Linked DNA regions of Mus musculus: all the other regions are linked to region 2. Evidence: chromatin contacts called from public Hi-C data. All regions are on one chromosome and are shown on one strand. Each heading gives the region's core, a stretch centred on a gene start, on an enhancer-like site or on the middle of the called end of the contact. The rest is flanking DNA. Distances are from core to core; before and after follow the strand shown. Region 1 overlaps Limch1 (LIM and calponin homology domains 1). Region 2 holds the start of Phox2b (paired-like homeobox 2b). Region 3 has its middle 41 kb from the start of Phox2b.

The links. A called contact is a pair of places that touch in the nucleus more often than the background predicts.
Region 1: a Hi-C map of the N1E-115 cell line shows a contact between it and region 2, with 8 times the contacts expected there. The contact joins the enhancer-like site here to the promoter of Phox2b in region 2. A contact is called at or near these places in 4 of 39 promoter capture datasets (hippocampal neurons, liver, macrophages and 1 more), 1 of 15 datasets of contacts at CTCF or cohesin (stem cell-derived epiblast-like cells), 33 of 484 Hi-C or Micro-C datasets (the N1E-115 cell line, adipose-derived mesenchymal stem cells, cerebellum and 13 more), 5 of 115 datasets of contacts at active chromatin or transcription factors (embryonic fibroblasts, embryonic hindbrain, embryonic stem cells and 1 more) and 2 of 9 other capture datasets (adipose tissue and pancreatic islet).
Region 3: a contact with region 2 is called in a Hi-C map of the N1E-115 cell line, with 7 times the contacts expected there. The contact joins the enhancer-like site here to the promoter of Phox2b in region 2. A contact is called at or near these places in 3 of 39 promoter capture datasets (the HPC-7 cell line, hippocampal neurons and macrophages), 4 of 484 Hi-C or Micro-C datasets (the N1E-115 cell line, cerebellum and embryonic stem cells), 2 of 115 datasets of contacts at active chromatin or transcription factors (both in embryonic stem cells) and 2 of 9 other capture datasets (adipose tissue and liver).

The regions. Positions count from the first base shown.
Region 1 is chr5:67,042,190-67,046,240 of GRCm38.p6, forward strand. It overlaps Limch1 (LIM and calponin homology domains 1), which reads left to right. Exons shown (of 26, transcript NM_001001980.3): 24 at 2,157-2,265. Among named protein-coding and RNA genes, the nearest start is that of Gm33040, 45 kb to the left of the region's middle. Within about 2 kb of position 1,947, at least 15 of the 459 cell types and tissues checked have an H3K27ac peak or open chromatin away from gene starts, as enhancers often do. A contact at or near this core is called in the N1E-115 cell line, where this site is marked.
Region 2 is chr5:67,097,403-67,101,157 of GRCm38.p6, forward strand. It overlaps Phox2b (paired-like homeobox 2b), which reads right to left and starts at 1,724. Exons shown (of 3, transcript NM_008888.3): 1 at 1,299-1,724; 2 at 274-461. The coding sequence starts at 1,539. It overlaps Gm33167 (predicted gene, 33167), which reads left to right and starts at 1,278. Exons shown (of 4, transcript NR_166599.1): 1 at 1,278-1,515.
Region 3 is chr5:67,137,845-67,141,858 of GRCm38.p6, forward strand. No RefSeq gene overlaps it. Among named protein-coding and RNA genes, the nearest start is that of Phox2b, 41 kb to the left of the region's middle. Within about 2 kb of position 1,972, at least 8 of the 459 cell types and tissues checked have an H3K27ac peak or open chromatin away from gene starts, as enhancers often do. A contact at or near this core is called in the N1E-115 cell line, where this site is marked.

The DNA of each region.
Region 1 (4,051 bases), core at 697-3,196, 55 kb before region 2:
CCATGGTGGTCGAGATGGAGGTTATGCTTGGGCTCAGCAACATGGGCTTCCACTCACCAAGGCTGACCTGGCTACAGCTGCTGCTGATTGCCAGATCTGCCAACAGCAGAAACCAACACTGAGCCCCAGATATGGCACCATTCCTCGAGGTGACCAGCCAGCAACCTGGTGGCAGGTTGACTACATTGGACCACTTCCTTCGTGGAAAGGACAGCGTTTTGTTCTTACTGGAGTAGATACTTATTCTGGTTATGGATTTGCCTTTCCTGCACGTAATGCCTCTGCTAAAACCACCATTCACGGACTGACAGAATGCCTCATCTATCGTCATGGTATTCCACACAGTATTGCTTCTGACCAAGGAACTCATTTCACAGCCAGAGAAGTACGACAGTGGGCTCACGATCATGGAATTCACTGGTCTTACCACATTCCCCATCATCCTGAAGCAGCTGGGCTGATAGAAAGATGGAATGGCCTTTTGAAGACGCAGTTACAGCGCCAATTAGGTGGTAACAGCTTGGAAGGCTGGGGCAGAGTTCTTCAGAAGGCAGTATATGCTTTGAATCAGCGCTCGATATATGGTACAGTTTCACCCATAGCCAGGATTCATGGGTCCAGGAATCAAGGGGTGGAAAACGGAATAGTTCCACTTACTATCACTCCTAGTGACCCTCTAGGAAAATTTTTGCTTCCTGTCCCCATAACTCTAGGTTCTGCTGGCTTAGAAGTTTTGGCTCCAGAGAGGGGAGTGCTCCTACCAGGAGCTACAACAAACATTTCATTGAACTGGAAGCTCAGACTTCCCCCTGGTCATTTTGGGCTTCTAATGCCCTTAAACCAACAGGCTAAAAAAGGAATAACAGTGTTAGGAGGGGTGATAGATCCAGATTACCATGGGGAAATTGGATTACCTCTTCACAATGGTGGTAAGCAAGATTATGTCTGGAGTGCAGGAGATCCCTTAGGGCGTCTCTTAGTACTACCATGTCCTGTGATTAAAGTCAATGGGAAACTACAACAGCCTAATCCAAGCAGGATGACAAAGGACGCAGACCCATCAGGAATGAAGGTATGGGTCAATCCTCCAGGAAAAGAGCCAAGACCTGCTGAGGTGCTGGCTGAAGGTGAAGGAAATACAGAATGGGTAGTAGAGGAAGGTAGTTATAAATACCAATTAAGGCCACGTAACCAGTTGCAGAAACGAGGATTATAAAGTAATATGAATGCCCATTGTAAATTTACTGCGTTTGCGATTGTACGAGGGATAGTTATATCATGTTAGGCGTATTTACAACCTTGTTATTGTTTCATGTGAACATGAGATATTATTTGTGTCAAGTTGACAAGGGGTGGATTGTAGTGGCTATTCCTGGTTGTCAACTTGACAATATTTGGAATGAACTACAATCCGGAATTGGAAGGCTCACCAGTGACCCTTATCTGGAGGCTTGGAGATCCTTATCTGGATCTTGGTTTGAAGATCTTGAGCCATAGTGGCTATGGATTCCAGAAGATTGAATCTCCGAGTTAAGGAACACACCTTTAATCTGGCTATGCCTTTCATCTGGGATTAAAGGTGTGGTGGAACACACCTTTAATCTGGGCTACACCTTTTGCTGGAGACAATATAAGGACATTGGAAGAAGGGAGTCTAGCTCGAGCCCTTGCTCCTTCGCCTGCTTGCTGCGTGAGACTGAGTAACTGCTAGATCCTTGGACTTCCATTCACAGCTGCGACTGAACAATTGTTGGGAATTGGGCTGCCGACTGTAAGTCATCAATAAATTCCTTTACTATCTAGAGACTATCCATAAGTTCTGTGACTCTAGAGAACCCTGACTAATACACTTGGTAAAGCTAAATCTTCGTGTCATTAGGACTTCCTTAAACATGAGACACGTCGTATGTTGAGTCATCTCAGCATGCCCCAGACACAGCAGATTCAGCACCACGTGATGACCTGTCACCTTCAGCTTGCTGGCAGTGTATGGCTCTGCTTAATTCTGTATCCACTGTCAGTTCGATGGTTCTCATTTTATTAATGGTTTATTTAAAAATCCATGTTGCCATTTTTGCATGCGGCTGCCTGTGGCGCGAGCCAAGGCTCTCATTTCTCATTGTACTCACTGTGCCTCCCCCCGCCCCCCGCCCCAGGTCTATAAGCGGGAAGAAACTGTGCTCCTCCTGCGGGCTCACTTTGGGTAAAGGTGCTGCGATGATCATCGAGACCCTGAATCTCTACTTTCACATTCAGTGTTTCAGGGTATGTACACAGTGCTCTCTGCTCTAAGCTGATGTCAGGATTCCGGTCTTGTCCTGCGCAGAGAAATCTCTCCTGTAACCTTACATCCTCTCCCCTCGCATAGTAGACAGATGTGTAGGTCAAGTCCAGCTTTAAAGATGCAGCTCTCTGACCCTGAGTCCCTCTGGGAGGAAAAAAAAATCCTCCTAGAAGAAGAAAACCACATCTGTGCAGTTTGTCTTTCCAGATACTTTCTGTTGCTAAAAGCAGACATTGTAACAAGAAGTTGCAACTGGATGCTGGAAGACAATGGGGCTTCTGAGCCTTGTAGGCCTTAAGGCTTTATCTAAAGCATCTTTGTTGTTCTTGCAGTCGTATGATTTTTATGTGATGGGGTTTCAGACATTGCCCTAATAGAATATATTCCACCCAGTAAGTGGCCATGGCTAGCTGTCAGATTTCAGTTCTCACACTGAGCCTGTCTGAGACCTTGGAATGATGGCTCCATCTGAGAAGCCCAGGGCTCATCTGCCCTGTATTAAGTCTGTTGGCTCGCCCCTGTTGTTCCTTGGTGTGTTTTGTTTTGTTTGAAAAAAGGTCTCACCATGTAGCCCAGGCTGGCCTCAATCCCCTTGAAGTCCTTCTGCCTTAGTCTCCTGGTGCTGAGGTCACTACCGTGTGCCAACATGCCAGCTCTCCTGCTATAGGCAGGCTGTTACACTTGGTTTACTGTCAGGTGAATGAATCATAAATCCGTATATCCCAGCCTCTCTTCCTACTCATGAGCACCTTTCAAGTGAATATCATTGATTTTTGAAGCCAAACTGTCTATTTCTGGATCTGGGTCATCATTTTCTCTGCATGATGCAGATACATTTTTTTAATTAGAATTTCTATTCTCTTTCTCATTGGTAGCTCCCTTGGCTATGACATCAACTTGTATGAGATTGAAATAACTCACTCTGTCCCTAATCTAAGCAACAGTCAATGAAATTCACAAATCAGACAAAACAGAGTGAAATACAGTTTCTACCATTTGCCAAATGTATTCCTGTGGCCCAGCTAGTCTTTTTTTAAAATGTATTTATTTACATTCCAGATGTTGTCTCCCCTCTTCCCAGACCCCTCCAAGAGTTCTTCACACCATCCCCACTCCCTTTTGCCTCCAAGAGGGTGCTTCCTCACTCACCTCCATCACCCACCGACCCTCCCCATCTCACCCCCCAACTTCCCCCTTCCCTGGAGCATCAAGTCTCTACAGAATCAGACACATCCTCTCTCACTGAGACCAGACAAGGCAGTCCTCTGCTACCTATGTGCCAGGGGCCATGGACCAGCCCATGTATGATCTTTGACTGGTGGCTCAGTCTCTGGGAGCTAGTCTCAGAGCATGACTTAGAGGCTGGTCTGGTCCCTCTGGAAGGGGCTGGCACCTAGCTGAATGCCACCTCTCCCCTAGTACCACCTTCTCTGTGGCAAATGCCTCCCTCCTACATTTCCCTTCTGCTCTCAAACCACTCGGCTAATAAGGGTTCCACCCCCAGGGAATTTGTTACCCTTGGCAGCGGCAGTGCACCTCTAAAGTGGGACAGCACTGTGGCATGCGTTCCGTAGCAATTCTCAGGTGGAGTGGCCTGGAGAGCCTTAAGAGACCATTGGCAGTCAAGTTAGTGTCTCTCAGTCTGTGTCCTCTGTAAAATACAAGGAGTTAAGATAAAATGCTCAAAACATATTTTTCCTGTTACCATGAATTTGGCTTATGGCACTATAGCTAACCCACAGTAGATGCTCAGTGAACACGGAGATT
Region 2 (3,755 bases), core at 474-2,973:
CATAGATACAGGTAGAGGATGCAATCTTCCTCTCACGGGACACTTCTCTCCAAAAAAGCCTTGTTCGTTCAAACTCCCAAACCCCTGCTTTGGTGGGAAACACTGCAGTTGTGAATAAATTACCTAGAGTCTGTGTCCTAGCCCCCACCCCCCATCCCCGCTCGTGCGCATAACACTCCAAATCCCATTTCTGTGACGGGCCTGGGTCCCTTTGGAACCGTAAGCGTCAGCACCCACCCCCTCACTGCTGCTGCGGCACTCGGTCTCCCGTACCTGGACTCTCGCCTCGGTGAGGTCGATCTTCAGTGCTAGCTCTTCCCTGGTGTAGATGTCAGGGTAGTGCGTCTCAGCGAAGACCCTCTCCAACTCTTTGAGCTGCGCGCTTGTGAAGGTGGTGCGGATGCGCCGCTGCTTGCGTTTCTCGTTGAGGCCGCCGTGGTCGGTGAAGAGTTTGTATGGAACTAGAGGATGACAGAGGAGACTAGAGTGAGCAAAACAGTCAGGATGTGAAGGGCCACTGAACCAGAACGCGGGGACCAAGGTCAGATAGCCCGGGAGCCGCTACAGACACCAGGCACTTCTAGAAGGAGGTTTTAGTTACGGCGACCTGCCAAGAAAACCCAGCAAATTAGTATCATACAGAAACAGGGGCGCGAGTGTAACTTTGTGCCTGTTTTTGTGGCCCAAGTGCCTTTGGGTGAGATGAAATAGCAAGTTGGAGAGTGTTTGAGGCCCCAAATGGAGGATAGTTCATTCAGCAGGAAAACAGTCCAAAACCATCATTAGTTGGAATATCAGAAAGCCAGGAACGAAGTTAACCACTCACGCCCACTGTTGCAACTTTTCAATTCTCAGAACTTGATACCGCAAAGTTGGGGGATAGTGCTGTAAAGAAAACCAATAAATTCAAGAAATGATCATAAAAATGACCGGCCAAAGAGGTGTGAGCCGCTGTCGGTTCTTTTAAAAAAAGAGACACCGCCAGTAATGAGCTTTACTCTTTGTTATTTAATTATTTTCTAAGCTTTACGTCTCATCGCAAAGTAAATAAATTATGCCTATCATTTTGGCAGCTTAAGATAATTTTGTTGGCGGTTCGGGTGTGACTAGGATAGTGTAACCCTGTAAGTGAATTACCCCTCCCTGCAATCGCTTCTAACGTGATAAATTCTTTCATTTGTGTAAGCAAATTTCGTTTGGTAAATACTAAACACATTTCCATTTTCAAATGCAATCAAGGCTTCCTATATACGAGCGGAAAGGCAGCTTCTTCCGCTGAGAGAGCTAGCGGTCCTTACCTGCGGCGTACGGACTGCTCTGGTGGTCCCTGAGGGTGCCCAGGCTGCAGGATCCCGGCGTGAGGGACGGGCAACCGGACGTGGCCCCAAAAGTGGTCCTTATCGGGTTATACTGGAAGCCACTGGCCTGGCTGCAGGAACTGAAGTCTGCATATGCTGAAGCCAAGCTGGAGGTATCCATCCCGGCCATACAGGACTCGTAGGCAGAGGAATTGAGGTAAGAATATTCCATTTTATACATTGAAAAGGTTCTGGATGGCTCAGCCAAGTGGAAAAATGAAATAAAAGATGGATGTGGAGACGGTGGCTGGAGTGGGGAGATGTGCACTGCTCAACGCCTGCCTCCACACTGGCCTCCTTACTACCAGCCGAGCCTAGTTTTATGAAAAAGCCTCCTGTGAGATGCCTTGTCTGAGGTCTCTAGAGTATATAGTCCTCATAATAAACTTGGCTCTTTCCACTTGGACAATAGCAAAGCGGTTGGTCTTATTGCTGGCGCTTTTTACATGACAATAACTCATCCGTCTATTGGGCTGGCACTGGGGAACTGAGCTGTCCAACCTCCCTATCATTGATTCCTGCATCTCTAATTAGAATTTAATACCACACCATTACGCACCGAGCCCCTGATCCTCCCTTCTAACCAGCTCCTGCCCTTTAATTCAATCACGCTACTTGGAAATAATGAAAGTTGGGTGACGATTTTCCCTGATCCAATTTCCAAGAGCTTTTAAGCCTTTTTAACTGATCATATACCTTAGGCATAAATTGAGATAGTGTGTTTCCCCCCTTCTTCGTCCTTTTTTTTTTTTTTTTCTTGGTTAGGGAGAAGAAACCTTGATGTCATAGAAAACCTGTTTTGTAAGAGTGTTACACGCTCAATTTAACAACAAGCCTTCCCCCGAAGTGCATGAAATGCTATAAAGGACTGGGACATTGGCAAGACTCAGGCGCCCTGTAACATAGCGTAAGTGGGCCAAAGGGTTTTATGTGAACGATAAGAATAAGCGGATTTCTTTAAAATACACCTAGTCCAAGGGGTTGGAAAAAATAGCATCTTATCAATTGTGTTTCTCCTCGAAGCTTAATGTGCTTTCCAAAGACGTGGGCAGACAGCCCCTTTACAAGAGTAAAATAAACAACCGAGTAAAGCTCTCAAAGGTGAAACATCTGGATTTCCTACTGAACGTTTCTCTGCGCTTAGCAGTGCTGTGTCTGCCTGCGTTAGTTCAGATTTGCATCGGCGTGTATGAAACTTCCCGTGGTGGAGGTTCGTTTTAATCACTCGCTAGCTACCAAGCCCAGCACGAAATGTACCCAAATGGGGGTCTCCTTTTCCAGCCCTTTGCTCTCGCACTCTCTTTCGCGTCCCAATCCCCTCCAGACTTGGAGTTTCCCAAAGAGGATCGCTGCCTGTTTGCCCTTTAGGTTTTTGGACTTCACGGAGCAATTTAAGCAAACAAGGCAACGGCTCGAAGCAGCGCACTTTCCTAGTTCGATTCCTCGGGCTCTTGGGTCCTGGCAACAAGGCGCAGACAAAGAAGCCAGCCGTGATTTGTGGACCTCCTTGGCCCTATGATTTAAGCGGAGGGTAATTTTCATTTGGTTCGTTAGACTCTAGCAGAATAAAGGGAAATATTTCATTAAATCCTTCCTCTCGGTGGACAAGAGGGGGGAAATGCTTAGTTGAATCGCCGTGCGGTGTAAACAAACCCTGGATATTTTATATGAATTAAATGTGTAGATAATTAGTTTTATTGCATTCATTACCCCCTTTATGTGCTCTGTAACAAGTCAGTAATTAAAGTAACAAACTCATAAAGTCTTTATAGGGGCATTTAGGCGTTCAGTGTTTGCCAAACTAAGTGGTTTAATTCGATGCTAGTGCTGGGGAGTGGATGGGCGCCCGCTCTCCACTGCCACCCTACTTTATTGCACACTAAACCGCTGCAGACGCTGTAATGGATTAAACCCACAGCGACACCGGCCCCCAGCCTTTTCAGCCTCGGCCCAGGTGTTTGCGCATCCTCTGTACGGAAGAGCGCTGAACTGGCGAGTTCAGGCAAGGAGACCCAGCGAGGAAGCTGGTGATAGTTTTATGGGGAGAGCTGATAGTTTTATTGCAGTTGTACGCTGTACAATGCGTATTTGATAAAGAAGGGCCCTTGGTGAGCAACGTGCACTTTTTTTGTGCACGAGGGTAAGATGAAAATAAATGCGTTCAAGGTTTGACTGCGGCGGGAAACAAATTGCAACACTCTAAATGGTTTTTCTTTATGGTCACCAGACAAGAGGAGAAAAGGGGATACAAACATCTGTCTTCAGTCCCTGAACCTAAAGGCCAGCAAAGACGGATGCGAATCCAAGGGTTATTACTGCGCGAATTTGTCTTTATTTATCGCTCCCTCATGAATATGAATCTGCATCTGGACCGGGAGGTGCCTGTGTACCCCACGG
Region 3 (4,014 bases), core at 722-3,221, 41 kb after region 2:
ATAGATAGATAGATAGGTGATAGATAGATAGACAGACAGATGATAGGTGATAGATAGGTAGATAGATAGATAGATAGATAGATAGATAGATAGATAGATAGATAGATAGACAGACAGACAGACAGACAGACAGATAGATAGATAGATAGATGATTGATAACTAGGTAGATGGTAGATAGATGATTGAGAGAGATAAGAGAGATAGAGAGAGGTAGAGAGACCTTCAGTGGCGATATAAGTCAATCTTAAGAGTAGTATAAAATCTCACTGTAGACCTCCCAGTTCTTTTATACTATTTTTAGAAATAAGTTTTTACTGAGACCAGGAACAGGATTATGGACAGTGAACAAGGCAGGAAAAAGTCCTGACTTGGGAGGGCTAAGGTGAAGTTCGAGGACACTGCCAGGCAAAAGACTGCTCCTCCGTTATACTACGACAGAGTAACATCTGACACCATCACACAATGGATTTAAAGTGGAAGACACTTGAAATAACAGGACAAACGAGAAGGAACTGGAAATCGCTCTGGCGTGGATTTCTGTGATGTGTCTTGGGAATGAGGCTTTGTGTTTTGAGATTAAAATGCTCATGATACCGATCTCTCTGCCCTTCTCTCAACAAGCAAAACAACAGGGCTTCCTGATAGGCTTAGTACCAAGATTTTCCTGTATGATCGGCCAACGGGCATCATAAATGTGTTCTCTAGAGGTATAGCTCTCATCATTAAACATTCACCCAGCTACAACATACACTCATATATTATTATTTTTCTTTCTTTAAACACCTTCTTTACCTGAATTATTCAAACAGGTTTTTGTTTTGTTTTGTTTTTTCAAAAATTCTGTGAAACCTTTCAGCATGGGCCCATTTCCTCTCACCGACTGGGCCCATTGTACTATACAATATCCTACTGTGCATGTACAACCCCAAACCAGGCTATTTTTATCGCACCCAGCTCACGCTGCTTCGAGCATTGTAATTAAATTAAACAAATAACCAATGGCTAACGGGCAGCAGGGAGCCATTCATTCGGTGCAGTAGAGCAGATTGTCTGTAGACTGAGCCTCAATCTTTTTGTTAGCACAGCCCTTTTGGGTTTCTACCACTTAATGTTATTAAGGAACCTCCCTCGGTCCACCTGCCTTGGACTGGCCGGGCTTCCCTGGCCCAGGAAGTATTTAGGTTTCCAATTATGTGTCCCCAGATACATCTGCTCTGCCTTAACTGTTTGTTCTTGCCCATCAGGAAACGTAATGTTTTGATCCATTGTGCTTTTCCTTTGTAGTAATTTCTTATTCAGGCTTCCAGTTCAGGGTTTCCTGATTTTAGTGTCAGGCACGCATGCCATCTGTGTGTGTTAGGGCATGCTAATGTCCTTATCTTGGCTTCCTATCATCTTTTCCTGATCCCGGGAATGGACGGAGCCCTTGTGTCTAATAAGTCATTTGCCTCAGCAGGTCCCAAATGACCAAGAGATGTGAGGCTGGGAGAGATTAGCATGGTAATCTCATTCTGATGGATAAAATTAGCAAAGCTATCCCCCACAAATGGAGAGCTGCCATTGGCGAACGGCTGCGCTTAGAATCAATTACTAAATTACTTTGAGCTCTAAGTTGACATTAACAGAAAAAAATTGCCATCGACCAAAGGGAAATAAGATAAAGAATATTCGATCATTAAATCTCTCGCTACCATTCACGACTGTGACTCACAGGAATGATACACAAAACAGGGCGGAATTTAATTTTTAACAGTGCCCCCTGTCAACATTTCATCCCAAGCTTCCCTGTGGCCTGGGAGTCTGCCCCGGCCTTTCCCATTTATTTGCAATGGAAGGAGAAAGAGAGTCAGGGAGGGGAGCGAAAAGGCTGCGTCAGCCTGCATTTCCAGCTAGCTCACCAGTCAAACAGAACTGGCAGGGTGCTTTCCGGGGCCCCAGAGACAGCGGAATGACACCAGTGAAAGCCTGGTGTCATTCCCGATGCCCTCTCCTGACCCTCCTCAACAATAACAGGCCAAGCTGTCTCTTTCCTCAGTGTGCGCTCAGTCGGTCTGCCAGTGATGCGATGCCTGTAATAGTTTCTTCAGACCACCGATGAAATTCTCAAGCTTTTCCCGGAAGATGCCTAACATGCGCGGCATTGCTAATTAACATGAACATTCCATATTTTTTTAAAAGGTCTTCTTTTATTCAGAAACGAATCCTTGTCTTCATAGAGAAATAGTTATAGTGATGGCACAAGGGGGGAAATTATGTAAAGGAAGAAGCTTTAAAATAGTTGGGTTTTTGTTGTTTGTTTTTTCTAAGCCAGGGCTCAGGGAATCCCAGTGGCATAGTAATTGTTAATATTATTAGCACAGTATACATATCAGCTGTCTAGATATTATGAGGACTTGAATTCAATCTCTGTTGGGGGAGTCAGGGTCAACATCATTAGCTATAGATCTTGTCTGGGTTTCCATATACATGCCTTAGGGCACATGTCTGCCAGCTACATCTCTATAGATGCTATAACCATAGGGACGGACATGGGGCCCATCATACGCATCAGGAACAGACAACAAGCTTTTGTTTATCTGAAGGTTTACTGGAATTAACTGATTAGTGTCAACTTGACACAATAACTTTTGTCTACAACACAGTAGATCATTTTGATAGCTTTATTGATGGAGTGTGTTGTCTAATGTAAATTGTAGGGGAAGTTGAATTTAGATAAAGTCTGGAATGTTTTTTTTTTTCCCTTAAGCACGAACTGCAAAAGCTGTTTGTAAATGCACCCTTGACAAGACACCCTCTGCAGTCTTATGGATGTTACGATAGCAATTGTGATATTAATATTAATAATTATGAGGCAGAGTGGTAATTGAAACGCATGCAGTTCAGTGGCTGGCAAATGCATCTTTAAGAGGACACAGTTTGTGCTCTTACAGATATTGCAACCAAATTGTGATATTAATAACAACGATTAGAAGGGAGATTTGTAAGCGAAATGTGAGCAATCCATTCTGAAATTAAACTCGGAACACAGACCATTAAAAGAGAATTAGAAAACGAGGCTGGGTTGTTTCGGGTGACAGAGCTTTTCTGGTAAAAACTGCTCGCGAAAGTGGCAGAGACACGAAATGAGAGCAAGTGGGAGTTTATACATGTACACAGAATTTTTAAATAACTGCAAATAAAGCACATGCAGGAGCCAAGTTCTAATTTGGGAGAAATTAAAAAATGATCCTGAGTTTTGAGGGCTTGCAGATGAGACACGAGCAACGCATCCATCCAGAGAGGCTGTGTGCACAGTGGATCGGGGGTTACTCAATCACTGAGTAACTAGCCAAAGTGTTACTGGGGAGCTAAAAACCTCTACATCAAACAGGTTCTAGAAACGATTCACCATTTACAATCTTTTCTGACTGCTCAATGAACTGAAATAAACAGTTGCAACTTTCTGAATCTAAATTCTAGAAAAAGAAATGATCTTCTGCTTCTGTCACAGGGGAATGACAGAATTTAATCTCTGAAAGAGGAAACTCAGTGAGCGACTGGCAGGTAAGAAATCTCGTAAAAGAATAAAATCCATGACTCAGACGTTTGACAAAGGGTGTTGTTTAACCCTAAAATCACTTCCTGCTATAAGGAGATAAGTCGTTTATTGTTTGTTTTTTATCCAAAAGACATGTTTTAAAGAAACAAGATCACTTTGAAACTCAGTGACATTATTTGTCCTGGTATTTTTTATCTCAGAATATTTCCCATATCACCCTGGTTTTAGAAAAGTATTTTCTATTGTACCAATGAGAATATACTACACATGTGTATGTTTATTATATGTGGGGTTTTTTTTTTTTGAGATGGAGACTTGATATGTAGCATGAACTGGCTTTGAACTTCTGATCCTCTTGTCTTAGGATTCTGAGTACTTTTGTTTGCATGCATGAGTGTGTGTGTGTGTGTGTGTGTGTGTGTGTGTGTGTGTGTGTGTGTGTGTGTGTTCCTAGCTCCCCTACAACTACACTCCA